Linked DNA regions of Pan troglodytes: region 1 is linked to region 2. A link is a contact called in public capture Hi-C data. All regions are on one chromosome and are shown on one strand. The core of a region is the stretch at or near the end of the contact, and the rest is flanking DNA. Distances in the headings are between cores, read along the strand shown.

Region 1 (5,293 bases), core at 589-3,088, 210 kb before region 2:
GGCCAAAAACCAAGAGGCGAGTGACTGTGATTCCCTTAAACCGTCAATTCTTAATAACAGCAAATGTGAGCTGTGGGGAAAAGAACTGTGGACAGCCAAGAACGGGGCTTTTCCAGATTGACATGGCCTCCTCTTGGCACCCAAGGTCACTGGCAGGTGCACGACCTATTAGAGACACACAGCCCATGAAGCTGAGCTAAGATGTGTACCTTGCTTCCTAGAAGTTCCTGAGTCTTAGGCCAAATACAGAGAAAGCCTAAACTGATCCTAGACTGTCTTCCCAGCAACGTGCGGCTCACCAGGAACACGCAGAGCTGACGCCCACCCCAGAGGGCTGCTGAGCCAATCTAAGAAGGCATTTAGCAGGATGAGGGGCTGTCATACCAGCTCTGTGCAGCAGAGGGGGCGCTCACCATGGGGACCGAGGAGCAGGCAGTGGCAAATGCCTGATCCAGAAAGCAGCCTGGGTTCTGGCTCCTGCAGTTTACCCTTCAGGAACCCAGGTTAGTTGGCAGCGTAGGGCTCAGGTCCTGGAGGTGGTGAAATAACCCTTTCTCCCTCGACTCCTGTCCCCCGCACACTCTGCCTGCTAGAGCCACTCCTCACTCAACTTGCATTTAGCAGGGTGAGGAGCTGTCACGCCAGCTCTGTGCAGAGAAAACCATTGATCAGGGGCTTGCTATGCCTCCTGAAAGGTATCATGCAAAGCCCAGAAAAAGACCGAGAATGTCAAGACATGTTTACTATGTCCAAAAAGCTTGTAAAGGGGCAGTACCTAGGAACTCAATACACTCCAGTGCAATCTGACCTATAACTGATGCAGTAACAACATGCTCTGGGGAAACAGAGGCAGGAATAGTCCTTTCGGCTGGAGAAGGCTCAGGAAGTCTCACGGAGGGGGTGACATCTGGGCTGGACCAGGAGGTAAGAGTTCACTGAGCACAGAAGAGACAGCAGGCATTCCAGGCAGGAGGACACGTGGGCAGAGGCAGAGAGGATGCCTGCCATGGCCGGGGAGTCCTGCTAAGTGCCAAATGGCTACACTATGGGCAGGACAGCTTGGCAGGGAAATGCAGAGCAGTGGGCGAGCTGGACTGAGGTGGGCAGAAGGGCCCTGGGTATGGGGCTCAGGTCTTGGGACTTGCCTCTCAGTGGTGGAGAGGTCTGGGTGGGTCATAAGCCAGGAGTAACATCCTGGAGGTGTTGGAAAGACCACTGTGAGGGCGGCGAGGGGCTGACCAAGCTAGGAGGCAGGGAGACAGTGCAGGCCACCACCAGTCCAGGCAAAGCATGACAAAGGCCTAGGAGCGAGGACAGAGGGATGGAGGAGAGGGGACATTTCCGAGGCAGGACACACGGGCTCTGCACAATCTGTCTCGCCTAATAATCTGTGATCATCCATCCCAGCTCCTAGGCCTTGTCCCTTGAGGACATCTCTGGGTCCCCAAAAGGGCTTGGGACCCAGAAGCGCTTCAGCTGATGTCTGCTGCCATGGGTAGGGCACACCTGACTCCCACCCCACCCCGCCCCACCCACCGGGGCCCACCAGCACCTCACCTGTCCCACCATGGTCTTGGCGAGGATCTCAGCCCTGCGCGGCCCACTCAGCATGTCTGCCGCCTTCAGGAAGATCTGGGCCCGGTCTGCAATAGGCTTCAGGTCCCACTCTTTCCGGGCAGCCAGAGCAGCCTCAATGGCTTTGTTGAGCAGGCTCTAAAGGGAGAGGGAGAGGTTGGGGACTGCCACCTGCAGCGGGAAAGGCCCTGGGGAGTGAGCGAGGGAGGAGAGACCTGGAAGGCCCACTCTCTTCCATCCGGGGACAATGCCTGTCTCCCTGGGCCCTCAGCCCCCTGCCACCATAGCTGCCAACAACAGCGTCCCATCAGAGCCTGTAGTGGCTGCCAGTCTGAAGCCTGAAGGGCCCGGCCAGGTTGGTCAGCTCTCCGAGGCCTTGGCACTGAGTCCCGCAGCTGTTAACACTGGCTCCACTTTCTCTCATGGTCTAATCAAAACCTTACCTTATTCTTGGGACCTGGTGCCCCTTAACCCACCATCCAGAAACTTGAGGTCAACTGGAGCCTGAGACACGGCTCTGCTGCTGGCCTCCCAGACCCCAACTGCCCTCATCACCACACAATGCCAGTTCCTGGACCCCCAGCCACCCCAGCCCCTCCTGCTGGCCCTTTCCAGTGCCAATTCTTGGCCTAGCTTTCCATCGATGGTGTCTCCAATTGCCCTGACTCAGCCTTCCAGAATCCACCTCCTCCCCAGTCCAAGGTCTGCCCCACCACAATGGGCATGTCTGGGAATGTCTCAGCCCTGGCTGAGGCAGCTTGTGTTTGGCTCAAGTTAACCTTTGCATGCCTGGCCCAGTCAAAGACATCACCCAGGGACTCCCTCAGTGTCAGCCACCCCCTGCCCACCTACCCACCATGGCCAAAGAAGGACACAGCAACTGATGCCCCCTGCCCCCACCATATCAGCAGCTGGCAGGGCAGAGCAGGGGCAGCAACCCTAACCCCAGGTCACCAGGCACACAGGCTCACTCACCTTGTCTGCATAACAGAACTTGGCCACCTTATGTCCATGGTTAAAAGGCTGAAAGGAGAGAAGAGTGAGGTCCTTGCCCGGGAGGGAGGTGCCAGGATAAGGATGAAGAGGACTGGACTCAGAGCCGGTTTTCCAGGAAAGTCCTGGACACGCCTGCTGTCCCCCCTCCCCCGCTCCCATGAAACCCTCCCCAGTGCCCGGCCCACAGGTTGCTCCCTGTTAAGGGTGCTGGTTTACCCGCTATACCATGAGTAAGACATGGCTCCTTCTCCAGAAGGCTCAGGGTCCAGGAGAAAGGCATAGACCCCAGGGTCTTTCCAGGAAAGCACGGACCTTTGTGGTCAGAGAGACATGGGTTCGAATCCTGGCTCTGCCACCTACTAGCTGTGGGGCCCCAGGTAAGCTCACTTCCTTCCCTAAGTCTCTTCATCTAGGAAATGGGGACTGCCCTCCCTGTCTCTTAGCATGGACAGGAGAACCAAAGGGGATCATGGATGAAAATTCTTTGGTCCAGTATGAGGCTGCGACTATGGGCAACAAAACCAGGTGAGGCCCAAAAGAATGCACTGGTGTTGTGACATGCTTGGGACTTCCGCCCTGCCCCAAAGCCATCATGGGCAGAGCAATTGTTTCCCAAGCCCCAGATTTACTAATCTAAATAGGAAGATCCTCAACAAACATTTATAAACACAACCTGGTGTTGGTCCAAACCGCACCATTTTGTCAGCTCCCCGCTATTTTGCAGACCTTGGTCCAAGTGAAACATTTCACAGGAGCTCAGGCCATGAGAACCATCCGGCTCAGCCGCCTGACCGCAAGGCGGACGAAGGCCCACCTAAAGAAACTTCCCTATCGGCCGGGCGCGGTGGCTCACACCTGTGATCCCAGCACTTTGGGAGGCCAAGGTGGGCGGATCACGAGGTCAGGAGATCGAGACCATCCTGGCTAACATGGTGAAACCCTGTCTCTACTAAAAATACAAAAAATTAGCTGGCCGTGGTGGCGGATGCCTGTAATCCCAGCTACTGGGGAGGCTGAGGCAGGAGAATGGCATGAACCTGGGAGGCGGAGCTTGCAGTGAGCCGAGATCGCGCCACTGCACTCCAGCCTGGGCGACAGAGCGAGACTCCGTCTCAGAAAAAAAACCCATCCCTATCATATCTTGCTGGGTAAAGGTACAAGGAACACCACGATGACATCCCACCGGAGAGGGCCAAACCACCTGATCACAACAACATCTTATCAATATCCTGCCAGGCAGCAAGCCATACTGCCCAGACCCGTCTCAGCCATACCGATGAGTACCTCAGCCTGTAAGCAGCGGTGGGCCCTGGCATTAAGCTGGTCCCCCACTTCCTCAGGTTTCTGCAATATACTGGTGTTGCTGTTTCAGCTGCCCTCTCTGTGTGTGTGTGTCTTTCTTTAACCCCTGTCTTCCCTTCAAAACCTAATGCCCGGCAGTGGTGAACGCTAGCATGACCAATGAAGCAGGGAGAAATTTCACTTCTTTCCTTCCTAGGGCTGGCAAGATAGTTTATATCGTAATAGCTGACACTTTTGCTACCTATCCGTCTTCTGGTGGGTTATTGGAGCTTTCCTGTCTAAAAGAGTAGCCACGAGCCACATTTCACGTGCTCGACAACCACACGTGGCGGCTCATGGCCGCTGGAACGGACAATGCAGATCTGGAACATTTCTGTCCTCACTGCAGGAAATTCTACTGGCCGGCGCTGGTCTAGGCTTGAGTAGAAAGTGACCATTCTCCTTCATGTTAAAGCTTGGCACAGTCACTCTGTATTCGGGCCACACCTGAGATTGGCCTGTGATGCTTAAGGGCAGAGAAGGTGGCTGCAACCTGGGCCCCAGTGGACTGCAGAGCCCCGTCAGCACTATGTCCTGGCAAACATAGATCCTGCCCTCACATGCCCCAGAACCCCAAATGTCTGGTGCCACAGTGATCAGCACATGGCCAGAACCTCCAGCCAGGTCAGCGAGGCAATGTGGGAAATGAAAATCAGCAGTATCCACCCAGGGGCTTATCAGAATGCCGGAGCCTCGCTGCCTGGAAAAATCCCAGCTGCCATGCAGCCTCAGACGCCTGCGGAGCTACAGGTGAGGGCAAGCTCTAGGCAGCTACAGAGACAACCAGGGAGCTGGGTGGCAGGTGCTGCTGTCAGCTGGCACCTGCACACACACCCAGTGACAGACAGAGTGACCTGGCCAATGCCTGCAGACCCCAGGCCACGCTTGGACAGCTCCAGGTAGTCCTGACCCAGCAACTAGAGCTCCAGGACACCGCTGTGGTCAACTCCTGCCCCAGGCTGTCCTGGGAACCTTCACAGTGGGGGACCTGGGTCCTCCCCCTCAGTCACCCCTCCCCCTGCACACGTCTGCCCAGGGTTTCAGCCAGACAGAGCCAGAATGTGCTTGCCCTGTTTGCAAAAGGGCTGACCTTTTACTCTCCCTCAAATCACAGACCTATGAGTTTCCTGGCCCACGTAAAGTGCATGCCAGTTTCTGGATGGATAAACTCCAAGCATGGGGGCTTCTTAGGCCAATGCCATCTGAGGTGCTCGGGGCCCGGGGCCCAGCTTTTTGTCATTAGCTCCCAAACCCCCTTGGCAAGAAATCTATGAGGAATAACAGAAGATGCTGTGTGGCCCCCTCATGGCCTTTCTTGCCTAGACACAGGATGCCGCTATGGGCTGGATGCAGTGTGGGTGCCGTCCTTTGCTTTGGGAGT
Region 2 (5,943 bases), core at 325-2,824:
CAGAACGAGGACACAAAAATCTAATAGGTATTCAGAGGATTCTTCCTCATCTCACAGACCTAGTTCAGCGTTTTAGTGGAGACTCTCATTTCACTATATGAAATCAAAGTAACATACTTATCAAAGTTGCAGTATGGTTTGAATCGCTCCACCAAGATCTGCATTTTCTCCACCTCTCCAAAGGAAAGGTACGGGATGATGCGAAGCAGGCCCTGGAGCACACTGGGGTTGGAGCGAACAAAGGTGCTGTTGATCTGGTCCAAGAGCATCACCAGTTGATCCTTGTCACCTGTCAGGAGGAGGTTGCCCTGCAACAGAAAAGAGGGTGAACATGCCATTAATGCAGTCAGGACTGTGGCTGCAGCCAACATCTGAGCCCCAAAAGTCACCACTTCCATCAGAGTCATCAGGAATACCCCTAGAAGAACTATGTCTCGGCACTTCTTGGGGAATAACAAACAGTCGGAGTTTCACTTGAGAAATTCGTTTCTAAATTTCTGTGACAGTGCTGTTAATAGTCTCAGGTGGACAAAATATACCAATACAATCTTCCCTCCCTGTAAAAGAATGCAGGCTGCTGGACATTCACTTGGTCATAGCTCTAGCCAAATCATTAGCACCAATAAGAATGGAGGAAATTACAGGCATAGCAGGTGGAGAGAAATTCTGGGAGTTGGAGACCTGGGTTCTAGGCCTGATTCCACCAGTAACCAACTATGTACCACAGCTGAGGAAATGCCAAGTCCAGGGAAATGAAGTGGGCTGTTCAATTCCTCAACTATGAAATGAAAGGTTGAACTAAAGCCTCTGTCTATCAACTGAGACATGCCAGGATTCCATTAACGAGCAGCTTTTGAGTGAAAGACTATCCTTAGCAATTGTGCTTGCTCTGAATCCAAAGATTTCACATTTCGATACAATTATGTCATCATTAGTTGAGTCCTAACATTCCAATGCTTAAGCAGGCTCCGCCATTCTCAGGTGGGCTAAGCCAGACACAAACAGGCCTGTTGTGGGCAATAAGACAGTGCAGGCTCTCAGTGCCTGCGGATGGAGGGGCCGAGCCCCACTCACCTTGTCCTCACTCAGGGGCTCAGCATTGGACTCATCTAGAATGATCTCCATGATGCTAAGCACCTGCTCAGCCACAGCTGCGCCCCCACTGTCCTTGCTTTCTTGTTCAGCTACAAGGGCCTGTAGGAGAAGGAGACTCAGTCACTCTCAGAATAAGACCACAGCCACTCACTGCTGATGACAATTGCTCTCAAGGATGCCCTCACAGCCTTACTCCCCAGAGACCATGTGTGTATGACCGTGTGTATGTATGTGCGTGTATATGCATGTTCTGAGAGGGAGACAAGCGTGTGAGCTTTTGATGACAGGGAAAACATGAAGTTCCAGATCTCTTTCTTTGCTGCCCCAAGGAGAGGGGCACTTCTTTCCCACTGGTGTGTAGTCTAGACTGTTTAAGGGACTGCCTTCCTCTTATCTCTGATCTGAACTCAGGAAAGGAGCAAGGAAGCTCTTGAGTGCCATGGCAGCAGCATGGGGGCGGGAGGTGAGCCAGCCAGAGGAGAAGGGCAGCTGAATGACCCAAGCCTCTGCACCAGTCAGCCAGAGAGATGAAGGGCTTGAAGAAGCCGTGAGTCCATTTCATCTGAGCCCAGAACTGAAACGTCTTTCACACCCACACTTCCAAGGCCCACTCTTCTTCACCTGCAGTCCATGCTCCTTACCAGGTTTAGGGTCCCCAGCATGACATTCAAGGTGTTCATTTCCAGTTTGACCAGTTGCTGCCGGTTGACTTTCACCTTCACGCAGTAACTGAACAATTTCAGTAGCACCTGACAAGAAAAGCCAGTCAAAACCCAGGAGGCCACATGAGAGTGTAGGACATGGGGGCCAGTAGGAAAGGGATGTCTAAGCAGGGTCTACACCATCAGCAGGGGCTCCTCCTGAAATGAAGAGGACAGGAGGGAGAAGCGGCTCTTCAGGGGACATGGTGAGATGGCTGGGCTCTCACATTAGGCTGGTAGCTCCAATGGCTGGATATATCTCTACCATCTGTAACACAATGGCAATGACAGCAGTTCCTAATGGAAGAGGTGATGCTCTGTTTGTTGTCTTGGGGAAATCCCAGCATCAACTCAGACCCTAAACTAATAGTAAAGAAAATGATCCCAAAGCTCGTGGCCTGTGAGAGCTCAGAACCACATAGGTCATTTAAAACAAAGGCACAATAATAACAATAATACATATTCTCATAAACCCTGGGGGAGTGGGGGTGGGGAGTAGTGAAAATAACAGTGTAGTATTTGTGGTGCCTCTCTGGAATGCTCTAATCCTCACTAAGGAGATTAGTTGGATGAATACCCAAACAAAACCCTACAATGCAAGAAATGAGTTACATTACAAAATCCATTTTAAAAACAACAACAATGATAATAGTTAACACAAGTGCAGCTATTTAGGGAAAGACAATCAGATGCTGGCTCTATAGAGAGGTATTGGAGAAGGGAAGTGGGCCAGCAGGACGGGAAAAGGCGTGCCTAAGAATGTAGTCCTGACTGCCAGGTCCTTCACTGGCTCGCACTGCTCCACGGCACCATGCTGCCCTCTAGGGTAAAATGACACAGTGGCCATAGCTTCTTTCCACAGGGGCCTCTCCCAGTGCAGAAAGGCTGGCCCCCACAACTTGCTGCCCCCAACTCACTGTTAGAAGGTGGCGTCCCTGCTTGAAATCTCTGATCCCTGCGAGTCTGTTAAGCATGCATTCCAGGCCCCCACACTGGGCCATCACACCAGCCATTTTATACACTTCTTCTTCATCTTCTTCTTCATCTAGGGGAGAAGGGAAGCCAAGCAGAAATGGAGGGTAAGGTGAAGATGGGAATAAAATAGGCCAGGATAAGGCAGCCCTATTCCTGGCTGATGGCTGACAGCCCTTTTCCGTATCTCCAATAAAGACACGGCCAATAAAAGGGGTCAATGATGGATGATATTAAACTACCCCACTCTCAGTAGGAGCTTTTTTAAAGTTTCAAGTCAATTAAAATTACTTACTCAAATGTCAAAGTATGAGCACCAATACCATCAATGGAGTGGGGGGAGAGGGAGTTAAAAATAAATCTGAACTCCCGTTTACTGTTCATTGCATTTTCCTCTAAAAGTTTGCTGGTATTCTTTTTTTTTTTTGAACACTCAGTGGTATCTGCATCATGCCACAGACACCTCTTTTTTTCCTCAATTGAAGAAACAATCTCCCCACAATTCTGATGCAGAGGTACAAGAGAGAAGCTCCTGAGAATGCCCCTAAGTCCTGGGACGTGAGCTGCTCATGAGTCCCAAGCCTTAGATCCAATGTGCAGTGCCATGATCTACCTGTAGTAGAGTCCAGGGACTCAATGAACTCCTCTGTGGCATCGCCCAGCAGCCCCCGCATACGATAAACAATCCTCATGGGCTCTCCCTGAGCAGAGAAAGTTGGAGAAAGGTACTTAAAAACAGGCCCAGACAAATGCAAAGGACTCCATACTTGGTCTTGCTTAAAGCCCCAGCAATGTGGAGAGCCTCTATTTTTCTACAAAGTCTCAACCACAACATCTAGAATCCAAATGCACAGCAATTCACTTAGGGGAAAGAATGCTAATTTTATTTTGTGTCTACTAGAAGCTAGACATTGTATGAAACATTTTAAAGACACTATCTCCTTCAATTTCATTAGAACACTATGTAATAATCTAACAAATATTTATTAAATGTTTTACTCTGTGCCAGGTCCTATGCTAATTAAGTACTTTATATGATCCTTTTACATAAGGTTACACAGCTTGTTCAAGGTTACCAAGCTATAAGCGGAGGTCTAATTCCAAGCCTGGACCTTCCTCAGGAGTAGAAACTGTCTCCAATCAATAGGGACTACCACCCAGGACAAACAAGGCCATTTAAATCAAAGAGCTTTGACTCAAGCCTCGGGAATCAAAACAGGAAAAGAGAGTACATCAATCTTTACCTACAGAGATTCAGACGTCTTTATATAACCATACAAGGAGGGGGTTCATCCACAATTCTTTAAGCTAAACCCACAATCTGACTAGAATGATAAGAATCAAGTCTTTTATAAATGACAAAATTACAGCAACTTCACTAAATTGGAGAATCAGGAAAGTTCACTGTATGTCTGGCACTGAGCACATATATTAATATTATTCTCATTTTGCAGACTAGAAATTGGAGCTCAAAGTAACCACTGATGAAATCCAGTGGGGGATTTGGTAGCACGCTAATTCAAGCAGCCTGCCTCCAAGTCTATGCTGAGCTTCAGGACAGGACACCCTGGAGGAAGACAACCTGCCAGAAAGGCCAGTTGCAGAAGTGTTTCTGGCTATAGAAGCCCAGTGAGAATTCCTCAGAGAGAACCACCACAGACACTGAACACAGAGCAGGTTCTAGTTCTAGTCAGTAGCTACAGAGGTAGGCTGCTTATCAGGGAAATGGAGGGCAAGGTAGAGAAGGGAAGCTGAAGTCCCAGAACATACGCTATCACAAACTCAGAACTTTGCCAGAAAACCTTCTAACTGGATTAAGCACATCAATGTGAGGGGCAAATGATTCTCAACTTCTATCTTGCTTCACCATTCAAGGGAGATACCCTTGTGCATTCTGTGGGTTCACTACCACCATTTACAAGAGTGCCCACAGAAGCTTGGTCTTAATTTTTTATATGCATCAGGGATTAAATCTGTATTGTTCTGTTTTGATGCTACAATGTCTGTAACAAGAGGTATTGGCTGGGACAGTTCTCTGCCTGTCCCTCAGCCAACAGTGCAACAACGACCCCACTGGCAGTAGACCAACAGTCAACAGTGAGCAGGATTCCCAGCCCAGTGGGAGACAAGAAAGGAGAGAGGCGGAAATATGTAACAAATTGAAGGTCAAAATCTACAAATAGTATACTGCCAATTTAGTTTCTCAAACTCTACAGAAGTATTTGGGACCAAGTCTAGAAAAGTTTGCTGTGCATCCCTGCTACACTAGTTTGCTGTAATTAAGTTACTTATCTGATTCATGTGCTAAAGACCTCTCCTCCCAATAGAAACAAGAGAAGGGAAGAAATGGCAGGGGGAGAGAGAAATGGAGGGGAAGAAAAAGAAACAGGAAGAGAGGAATGGAAGGAACAGAGAGTAAGAAAGGAGGGAAAGGTGAAGGGGACCATCTAATACTTCCATAAGTGGACAAACAGCATCACTCGTGATGGCCAAAAGGCCCAGAGCGCTGGACTTCCTTCATTTCCCTTTTCCCCTCCTCAAGAACAACTGCCTGTTTGAGCCTCCATTCCCCAACTAGTAAAACAGAAATGATGCTCCTTGACACAGCTACTGGAAAAATGTTCTACTAAGCGAGCAGGCCCATAAAAGCTGAGAACTAATCTCAGCTGAGAGGTGTCCATATTGAAGGGAACAAGACAGCAAGCATTCCCAATTCCCAGCACAGAGCCTCCTTCGACACCCCCTGGCTTTCAGTCCTTGGGGTTTGACAACTTGCACAGCCCAGCAAAATGCTTTTGCTTTCCTGAAGCTTCATGAAGGTCATTAAATGTCCCTCCATTAGTCAGATGCCTCCAAAGGAAAACAAGATTGGTTTTCTCCACACAACCCCAAACAGGGAGAGTAAAGCCTTAGAGAGCTGCTACAAGCCAGGTAAGTGATGATGAACAATGGCTCCTGCTGGTACAAGTCTGCATAAGTCAGAAAAGTGAAACCACACCTCCAAACGAGAAAGCAGGCACATACCTCATTCGTGGTACACCAGACTTTCTTGTAAACTTCAGCCACAGGAAGGTCCAAACTAATGATTTTATTGTTCACTAGAAGCTGAACAGAAAAGCAGGTGAAGCTGTTATTCCAAATAATTGTAAGACAAGTAAAATCCAAGAGCAAAGGG

The links. Capture Hi-C pulls out chosen DNA fragments and counts their contacts.
Region 1: a capture Hi-C map of stem cell-derived neural stem cells shows a contact between it and region 2, with 5 times the contacts expected there. The contact joins two enhancer-like sites. A contact is called at or near these places in 1 of 7 Hi-C or Micro-C datasets (stem cell-derived neural progenitor cells) and 1 of 1 other capture datasets (stem cell-derived neural stem cells).

What each region holds. Positions count from the first base shown.
Region 1 is chr1:212,311,491-212,316,783 of NHGRI_mPanTro3-v2.0_pri, reverse strand. ALDH4A1 (aldehyde dehydrogenase 4 family member A1) reads right to left here. Exons shown (of 16, transcript XM_009449480.5): 4 at 2,551-2,598; 5 at 1,558-1,713. Among named protein-coding and RNA genes, the nearest start is that of MIR1290, 11 kb to the right of the region's middle. Within about 2 kb of position 1,838, at least 1 of the 24 cell types and tissues checked has an H3K27ac peak or open chromatin away from gene starts, as enhancers often do. A contact at or near this core is called in stem cell-derived neural stem cells, where this site is marked.
Region 2 is chr1:212,100,207-212,106,149 of NHGRI_mPanTro3-v2.0_pri, reverse strand. UBR4 (ubiquitin protein ligase E3 component n-recognin 4) reads right to left here. Exons shown (of 106, transcript XM_513158.8): 90 at 5,793-5,873; 91 at 3,382-3,469; 92 at 2,714-2,841; 93 at 1,737-1,844; 94 at 1,075-1,194; 95 at 118-308. Among named protein-coding and RNA genes, the nearest start is that of UBR4, 120 kb to the right of the region's middle. Within about 2 kb of position 1,574, at least 2 of the 24 cell types and tissues checked have an H3K27ac peak or open chromatin away from gene starts, as enhancers often do. A contact at or near this core is called in stem cell-derived neural stem cells, where this site is marked.